Linked DNA regions of Capra hircus: region 2 is linked to region 1. Evidence: chromatin contacts called from public Hi-C data. All regions are on one chromosome and are shown on one strand. Each heading gives the region's core, a stretch centred on a gene start, on an enhancer-like site or on the middle of the called end of the contact. The rest is flanking DNA. Distances are from core to core; before and after follow the strand shown. Region 1 holds the start of ENC1 (ectoderm-neural cortex protein 1). Region 2 overlaps ARHGEF28 (rho guanine nucleotide exchange factor 28).

What was found. Hi-C and Micro-C count contacts between places; a contact is called where the count stands out from the background.
Region 2: a contact with region 1 is called in a Hi-C map of liver, with 7 times the contacts expected there. The contact joins the enhancer-like site here to the promoter of ENC1 in region 1. A contact is called at or near these places in 2 of 5 Hi-C or Micro-C datasets (blood and liver).

The regions. Positions count from the first base shown.
Region 1 is chr20:6,967,195-6,971,910 of ARS1.2, reverse strand. It overlaps ENC1 (ectoderm-neural cortex protein 1), which reads right to left and starts at 2,508. Exons shown (of 3, transcript XM_005694551.3): 1 at 2,162-2,508.
Region 2 is chr20:7,749,027-7,753,742 of ARS1.2, reverse strand. ARHGEF28 (rho guanine nucleotide exchange factor 28) reads left to right here. Exons shown (of 34, transcript XM_018065570.1): 32 at 2,184-2,666; 33 at 3,918-4,218. Among named protein-coding and RNA genes, the nearest start is that of TRNAR-UCG, 250 kb to the right of the region's middle. Within about 2 kb of position 2,527, at least 1 of the 5 cell types and tissues checked has an H3K27ac peak or open chromatin away from gene starts, as enhancers often do.

The DNA.
Region 1 (4,716 bases), core at 1,259-3,758:
ACTCACAGCCAGGCTTATACTTAACATAACAGTTTAGAAGACTGGGATATAGGATCTGCATCTCTTTACAGCCTGTGTTTATGCTCCTGGATTTCCCAAGTAGGTTCAAAAGCCAGCAGAAGAGCCTAGCCTGTCATCTTGGATGCCACCCAGATGGAGAAGTGTGTCACAGTCAAAATCCAACAATCTTGCAGGAATATTTGATTAAAAGGTACACTTGAAGACCCAAGGGAGACAACTTGTCTTTTGGTTTAAAAGTATGCAAACATGAAAACATCAGCAGAAACCATGTACACAGACTCTAAACACACCTTCAACACAGAATGAATCATCCTTTTGGCATTTTTTAAGCCCCCAGAGAAATAATATTTGCATGCCAAGTAAGTGGCCAAAAAACGCACACATATACTTAACCTGCCTCTACAAAGGCGAAAAGGGCTGCTATTACCAGTGAACTTCAAAAGGAATTCTGGCTACAGTAACTTCAGTTCACTTAATGCTCTTTAACCAGGATCTCAGCCTCCAATACTTAGCAGCGCGTCACATTTCTTTAAGTTTTGAACCTGATCTCCAGGCCATCGAAGGAGAAACTGGGCAGATTTTCTCAGGCAATTTACATTATTGATAACAAAGGAACAACACTGTAAAGAGACTGTTAACAAGAAAAGCATTTTACCATAGAGTCCTCTATAGCGCTTGTAACGCTCTTTAACACATGCCCGTGTGGGCGACACCAGATATACGCCAAGTTCAGTGGTTCATCTCCACCCCGCCTACCGATTCCTATCCTTCGAAACTAACCATGTTAAGGCTAAACAACTTGAATGACAAAAAAACTAATTTTTTAGAAAGCAGTTTTCATTCATTCCCCACAGACATCTGGCCGCAGTGAACATGCCCTTACTAGGGGTGTCTGTGCGTGACTCCGGTGCCGCGTAGGGTGCAAGGGGAACAAACAATCCCGCGCGCTAGGCATAGCCCTTCCCGCGGAGGGGAGTGGGGCGGCGGGGCGCGGGGGGGTGTCGATCGTATCCTGGCTGAGCTCCTCTCTCCCCAGCGGCTCAGAGAAGGCCCCTCGGGCAGTGCCCGGCTCTGCTTGCCAGAGGAGCGCAGCGGCGGCCGGGGTCTCCGCCCGAGAACAGTGCCCCACCGCCACCTAGGTCGGAGCGCCAGGCTCCGCGGTGCGCGCGCGCACACACACACACACACACACGCAGACCCTGACACCCACGGCGCCCGCAACAGGTCCGCGGCGGTGGCGGAGACTTACAGCAGTGGCGGCCGGCCACAGTGCACAACCAGTTAGTTGGGTCTGGCCTCGGTAACCCGGCGGGGAGGCGACGGATCAGGCGTCTCAGCCCCAGGGAGCAACAGCGACTGCCCCGGCGAAAGGAGCGCGCATGGGGCTCCGGCTCGCTGGCTGGTCACCGCGGGCTGATCGCCGCGGTCTCACGATTGCCAGGTCACGGACTCTGTGCCTGCCACCCGCGGAGCAGCTCCCGGAGGGCGCTCGGGAGGGAAGAGGGAGCCAGCGGCCGCAGGCGCCGCGGAAGGAGGCGGGCTGAACGCTCGGGGGAGGGAGCTGGAAAGAGCTGTGCGCGCCGGCGGCCGCCTGGCGTCTCCACTCGGCCTCTGCAGCGCCTCAGCCGCGCCGCCTCCTCTCCGGCTGCCCGAGCAGTCTGCGCCCGGCAGCCCAGCGCCCGGCTATAAGCGGCGAGAAGGGGAGGGGAGGGGAGGGGAGAGGGCGCGTAGGCAAAAAGTGACACCAGGGGAGGGAGGGAGGAAGCGCGTGAAAGCGGCCGGCGGAGGAGGAGGAGGAGGAAGGGGAGGAGAGCGTGTCGGGGGAGTTAATCGAGAGAGGAAGCGGGGGAGGGGGCTGTGGCAAGTAGAGAGAGAGACAAAGAGGATGCGAAATCTCAGCCACGAGCAGCTGCAACCTTCGGGAATCGCGAGTAAAACAAGTTTTCCTGGGTCGCTGTGTCTTGAGCAGAGTCCGGTGCTGAGGGATCCTTCTGGGGTGGTTGGGGACAGCGCGGCCCCCCAGGTGTGTGCTCCGCGTTGCGGGAGCCGACGTGAGGCTCAGCAAAGAGAGACAAGAGGCGAGACGGGTGTTAGTGGTTCGCGCCCTGGGCGCACACAGCCTGCCCGCTGGGCGAGATACCTGGAAAGAGGACAGTGGCGAGGTATGGACACAATTTTGGACACTGTAGGCACTCCGCAGGTTGGGCAAAGCCGGGCTGTATGGCTTCTCTGTAGGGCAGGGGACCGGAAAGACTCGCGCCCCGGGCGCTTCCTGCCCCCACGTCCTCCCGCACCCTCCCCGCGGGTGCGGCACCCGCGGCCGGAATCTGCCCCACGCCGCCCTAGGCAGCAGCAGCCGGGCGCTGTCCGGCGGAGCGCGCACCACGTGCTTTGCAGCCAATCGCTGTGGCCGCTTGATTCAAAACCAACTGCTCCAAGGAGTGGCCACGCCGCCACCTCTCTGTAGTGATAAACGTTTAATCGCCCCCTCAGACCTGGCCCTTTCCTATCTTTTATCGCTAGGTTGTGTTGGGTAGGAGTTCAGCAGAGAAATGGTTCAGCTCATACACGTTTGAAGCGCCGCGTGCCACGAAAAGGAAAAGTGATTAGAAAATCTCGAACGGCAATCACTATTTATGAAACCCATTTTTGATCTTTGTACCAAGGGCTTGTCTTTCCACGGGGAGCTGAAATGCCTGGTTTTCTTTTTATATGAATGAACTGTAGAGATTACCAGTCCAGCCCCCCGCCCTCTTTTTTTGACGGATTGGGAATCTGAGGTCCAGGGAGATCTGAAGTGAATTGTCCAGCTCGAGGGCACACGGCTACTTGCAATGGCCTCGCCCTATAGCTAGAGTGGAGATCCCCATTTCCCAGCTTTCTTTTAAATATTAGAGGCAGAAATGGTTTAACAAGCAGAGGAAGCTCCCCCTGGCGCCCCCCGAATCCAGAGACTAGAAATCAAGGCCCTCTCGGTCCTTTAACCCCACTTTCCTTTAAGCACGGTCCCTCCAGGTATTCGTGCTGAGAAATTTCGCTCCTTGCAAACAAAGGAAGACAGTGCCCTCTGAAGTCCTTTGTTCGCATTAACTCGTCAGCTTCAGCACGAGCCTTTACAGGTCTGCTTCATATTTTAACTTATTATTCAGAGTCGCGGCTCCACACTGCTCCACAAAGCCAGAGAGGCCAGATCGCTTACCGGTCAGACCCACGTGCAGGGGGTCTACCAGCTGCAAGGTAAAGAGACCGGGTACGTTGCCAGCCCACCCCTGGTTCCTAAAGATGTGGATAAAAATCAGCAAAGACCAGAGAGAGAAGGGCCGCAGATATTGGAGATAGGTGCTGAAAAGCCGAGAGAGGTAAACGTGTTGTATTGCACAGATGTCTTTTAAAAACATGTTTTCTTAGCCTGTGGCAAGGTGTGGGGGAAGGTAATCAGTGCAGCCTCTGGAGGCACTTCCTCCTAGCGCTCTATCTTTCTGGACTTCGGGTCAAAAACAAGCAGGTTGGTTCTGAAGACCAAATGTTAATATCTGCCCTGGAAGGTGGGACTGGGTTGGGGGCGGGTGTTCTGTGTAAGAGATTATACACTTTTTCTCATTAAAGAGAAGTATTTCCTTCTTATTTCAGTTACTTACCAAATCTACAGGGACCTGTACCTAGATGACCCTGCCTAGGAATAACACATGTCCTCAGTTCATTTGGTTGGCTGGAGATTTTGCCACAGGAAGCCGCTGAGCTAAGAACAGGCCATCTGTTTCTATTGCGTCTTTACCACTCAGAAAATGCAGTGTCCTTAAACAGGGGGTGGGGGGACAGCAAAGTTTACATGTCTTTGCAAATAGCTTTGCTCAGCAGGCAGGACTGAGAAAAGAGAGAACTCCATCTGGCCATTCTGTCATCCACCTATGCTGTTTTCCTGTATCTTTTCTACCTAACATGGCCACCTTTCTACACTTGAAGAAGAGAAGGGGAAAAAAAGTTGTGGTCTGGAAAATCTTGAATGTATTCAGTGACTATATACATTCACATCATCTGCCTTAGGGAGATAAGCAGCATGGAGGAAGGGAAAAGAAATTACTTATTCTATGGGTTATAAAAACTGGAAGACAAATGACCTACAAACCTATACACTGGTTTGCTTGAGCCGATGCATGGGAAATTATCAGGCCTGTAGGCAGTTTCTAATGTTTACTTCACAGCTGAAAGTGATTTGGCAATTTAGGATCACAGCCATTCAAACTGTTATTCCTCCAGCGTCTCTCAGCCAGTCCTAAAGGTAGTTCTTATCACTTCACTTGCTAGGAGAAAAGATGAGCAAGTCTTGTATTTGTACAGGAAGAACTCTCTAGATAGACTTGTGATCAAACCAGATGATACAGTCTTCAGAGATATGAGTCATAAACATCTTGGGAAACTCTACAGACATCCCTGTTGTACAATGGCCACCACCTCCCTCAAGATGTTAGGCCAGTCCCCTGGGCCCCTGGGAGCTGGTCTTCGCCTCTGCCTTGTGACACCAAACCAAGGTCTCGTTTTTAATGCTATTAGGAAGCTGTGCCCAAGGCTTTGGCCTTGTTATCTCCCTTAACAATGTTATTTTGTTAGGCTGCAAAAGAAGCAGCATGGGGTTAAATGTATTAGCTGCCTTCAAACCTAATTTATCTTCATTCCATCCTAATTTACACTTGGGCT
Region 2 (4,716 bases), core at 1,278-3,777, 780 kb before region 1:
GATGAAAACATTGAGTGTCCCAGCTTGTTTGCCAGGTGAAAACAACTCACAAGGTTCTGTCCTTTTCAGCCTTAAGTGCAGCCCTCTGTGGATTCAAGGTTCAGAAAAGCTGGGTGACCTAAATGACCTAGTTTTTGCAACATTAGGTTGAAGCAAATACCAAACTCTATAGTGTGTCCTCTTAACCAAAGCTTTTGAGCTGGCTTAAGGGTATGTGCTCTGAAAGATTTCTGTTCATGGCACAGCCATCTCCTTTGAAGCTGAATCTCTCATGCATGATTAAAGTTTTTTACATAGCATTTTTGAATCAGATGAAAATGAAATTTGATCTCTATGTTAGAAGAATAGAGTTAGAGATGAGGTAGAGGCAAGACAGAAAGGAAAGGACACACTTCAGCAGAGAGAAGTTGAGAGAGACTTGGTATGTGTGTACTTAGCTGCACAGCAGAAGCTAATACAACATTGTAAACCAACTATAGTTCAGTATAATTTTAAAAAGGGAAAGAGAGTGAATTGGGAATTGTCCTATGCTTGAAAAGTAAGTGCTGTTCTCTGTCTTACATGTAAACATAAACTTTAAATGTGCAGATGAATATCCAATCTTCAGATTTCACCCCATGCTACAGAAGAGAGTTGTTTTATCCCAAATGTTACATAGATGAAAAATGCTTCATGTTAGTGTTTAATTAGTCTAATTGTAATCCTTACCTGAGAGTTACCATTGCCTATGGAAGTTTTGGCATATAGAATATTGGATTTATTGGTTTGTTTGTTTTACTCTGCTGATGCCCTTAGGAATTGTTAGAATTAGCTGGTGATGTACAGTCTACAGTTTGCTTTAGCCAGGTCAGCAGAGTCCTGAATGGCTTATTATTTCATATTTAAAGATCTGAGTTATTAGGACCTATTTTCAATGGTATCACTGTTTTCTTTATAATAACCACTGAAAGACATTAATCAAATATTCATGTGAATTTCAATTTTTAATTGATTTTCACATTTAGAAACATTTCATTTCAAAAGTCCTCACTGAATACATTTTTGAGTCTTGTTCCGAAACAAATACTAATTTAAAGTATGCTTTAATTCTTTAATCTTCAAGAGTATAGGAAACTGCTGACTTAAAGAACTAATGGTCATATCCCCATCTTCTCAGCACCTGTTACATGGATAGCTTTTTAAATTTTTAGGAAAGCAAAATGAGAATTTATCCCTTGGAGGGTAATAATTTCTTATAACAAGTCACAGGACACACACATACCCAGTCTGTGGCTATTTTCAATTTGTCCCTTCTCTGTTTCTTTGTGCTTTCAATGGGAACTTTTGAAAATAAAAGCTTCCAAGGGCATTCACATTTTTTTGTTTTGTTTTTATTATGTGGAATCCTTCCGAAAGTTGGTAGTTATTTCCTGTGATACTGCCAAACTTTTAATAGGTAGATACCATAACTCAAAGACAATTTAAAAAAAAAATTTGATTGGTAATTTCCTCTAGGTTTTAGAGTATCTATGTCCCCGTAATCATTCCAGCCTCCTTTTAGCATTCTGTAAAACAGATGAATTTCAGTTTAGTGTTTTGTGCATGACCTTCCTGCTATAATACAAAGAAACAACAGTAATGAGACAAGCTTTACCAATTATATATCTCCTAAATATGATATTAACTGCTATGATAAAAAAAGATACTTAGCAAAGCTTCCAAATGGTTGACTTTTATGTCTTCACGTATGTCATGTAGCTTAAGTAATTTCTGGTTGGAGACTCAAAAGGTACTTCCAGATTTATATAGATTCTTAAGTTCTCCTGAATTATTGACTGTCAAGACCTCAGAAAGATAATGTGCATAGCACAGAAAGGCAGTCTTGTGAATTTATGGACTGAATTCTTACTCAGAACACTTGCTTAAATATTATCCAACAGCATCAACAAACCACATTTCCAAAGGAGGGAGAGAATATTCCTTTTGGGCTTTATTTCTTTTGTGTATACATCTCAGACTGTACCAGTAAGGAAATGCAGACAAGCCTGTCTGAAATGCCAAGGCCAGTCTCGGGAGGTAACTTACAGCAAGGAGAGAAGTGTTCAGAGAGAATCATTTGGTCATACTTTCATGTGTAGAGGTGCTGCCAACTCACGGCGCGGACAATATGGACGCCTTTGCTTTCTTGCCCTCTGCTTTGACAGGCCGCCTTGACCATTCAGGATAGCCACATTGAGATCCACAGGCTGGTTCTCCAACAGCGGGACAGCCTGGCCCCGGGCCCCGCATTCCGAGGCAGCCCCTTTCAGGACCAGAAGTCCCGCAGCCTGGAGAAGCAGCAGGAGGAGCTGGCCGACACCCACAAGTTGCAGCTCCAGTTCCAGCAAGACCAGCACCGCTGGCTCCGTAGGTGCGACCAGCAGCAGCGCGAGCAGGAGGCCCGGGCCAGCCGGCTGCAGGAGCGCGAGAGGGAGTGCCGGGCGCAGGAGGAACTGCTGCTCAGGAGCCGCGGCGAGCTGGACCAGCAGCTCCAGGACTACCAGCAGAGCCTGGAGCGGCTGCGCGAGGGCCAGCGCCTGGTGGAGAGGGAGCGGGAGAGGATGCGGGCCCAGCAGAGCCTGCTGCACCACTGGAAGCACGGGCGGCAGAGCAGCCTTCCTGCCGCGTTTTCTCCAGGAACCCTGGAGGTATGGGGCTCCTGTGCTCGCAGAAGCAGAGAGTAAGACGGCTTCAGTCCTGGTGGTTTGGGAGGCTTTGAACGCACGTCTGTCTTTTTGCTGCTCGTGTAAGAGCTCGCAAGAGTTACTCAGTGTGTAGGGAGCAAGAGCTGGGAACTTCCAGAGACAATACCCATGCCTCTTGACATATGCACATTTGAAAAGTCTGGGTACTTCTGGATCATGGGTTCATGGTACTCATGATAGATGCCCTCAGTACCAAGGGAAGCAATACAGAATCGCATTGTCCCAGTGAGGCGAGTTTTGTCCTGGAGTCTGCCTGGGCATGAGTGTGTTTCATGTCTGAAGACAGATGTGCTCTGGTCTTCAGAGTTCTGTAGAGATTTACCTTTCAGTGGATCGTTAGCTAGGAATGTGCACAGGTACTGAATTTAACAAGCATACTACCTATTATTCCAAGCTTATTCTCTTTTTTGTAAATTTGACCTAAAGTGAAAGTCTCCTTGCAACCCCATGGACTGTAATCCTTGGAATTCTCCAGGCCAGAATACTGGAGAGGGTAGCCTTTCCCTTCTCCAGGGAATCTTCCCAACCCAGGGATTGAACCCAGGTCTCCTGCATTGCAGGTAGATTCTTTACCAGTTGAGCCACAAGGACCTAGTAAATTCAAAATCCATTTTTCAACAGTGGCAGTTAACGTGAGTAGTTTAATGTTTAGTCAGAATAAAACCTTTTGAAAAGTTCCCTTTCATTTTGCACCCTCTTGAGACACTCTTGACAATTTCATTTGTCCCCGGAGTTTACTTTTCTGTACTGTGTGCACATAGATACTTTTTAATGATAGTATATAAAGTTGTAGAAGTTGATCAGCTTATAAGAATGATCTGTGTTATATTTTATTTTCCTTTCTAGTTGGCTAAATTATATTTGTTGCAAATACCTTACATATACATGAATGTTTTCAACTTTTATTTAGCGAAAGTGAGAATGCTATTGCCTTAAAGTAGAAACACTTTTCATGACAGTGAACACTACTGCACAGGTGTTTTCATTTGATTTGTATTTCTTTTAAGATATGCTGTGTTTTGTTAATTGAAGTTTTTGGTACTGGCTTATTAAAAGAGGATGGGAGGAGGGAGTCAAGGGTAATATCCTCTACCATACTCATTAAAGTCTTGATTGGTAAATTCTATTAGGAATAAATACGTTATAAAACTGGTGCAAATTGCTAAAGAAATTATTGTGTTTTTTCTTGCACAGGTAATGGAACTTAATCAGTCTGAGACTTTATGTCATGAAAATTCATTCTTCTTCAATGAAGCTTTAGTGCAGATGTCAGTTAACCCTTTGAACAAACTGACGCCACCAGATATCCATCAGGATGCCGCTCACCCCCCAGGCGTATCTCATTCTGGTTCGGCAAGGACTAGTGAAAATCAAGTAGACCTCAAGACGGACGTTTCTCAACCCTCAGATATCAACCATGAACTGTGGATAGCGGCCGGGGCCTGTCATCAGATACCCCCTCTCCATCAAAGCAGCAAGGATTCTTGTAAAAATGGTAATTAATACTTTACATGTCATCTGTGTAGTTTCCACAAGAAGCTATTTCTCTGAATGGTCGGCTCTTCTTTAGAGCAGATCAACGTGGGCCCTAGAATGGGAATACATTGGTGCTGCTGAGCGGGAGTTTGCGGCATACGCTTTTCTTTGGGGAAGTCTGGCTTCCATCGCTTGTGAGAATCGAGACAAGCTAGAGCATGGGTGGAGGGCTTAGAGGATGTCACGGAAATGTGAGAAGCAGACAGGATTATCATATCTGTGGGTTAAATGATAACTTTCCCCTGAAAAGTGAAGCAACTTGATATTTATTCTTCACTGTAGATCTGACCACATCCTGATACATATCCTTGTTGACTCTCAGAAATAAAAGACATGGACAGGGTTTGTGGTAGGGCTTTATTGTCTCTTCTGGCAATTTCCTACAACTTTAGTAAAGTCTTCTGTACTGCTGTTAAACACCCCAAATGAAACCATTAACATCATCTGTCATTTAAAA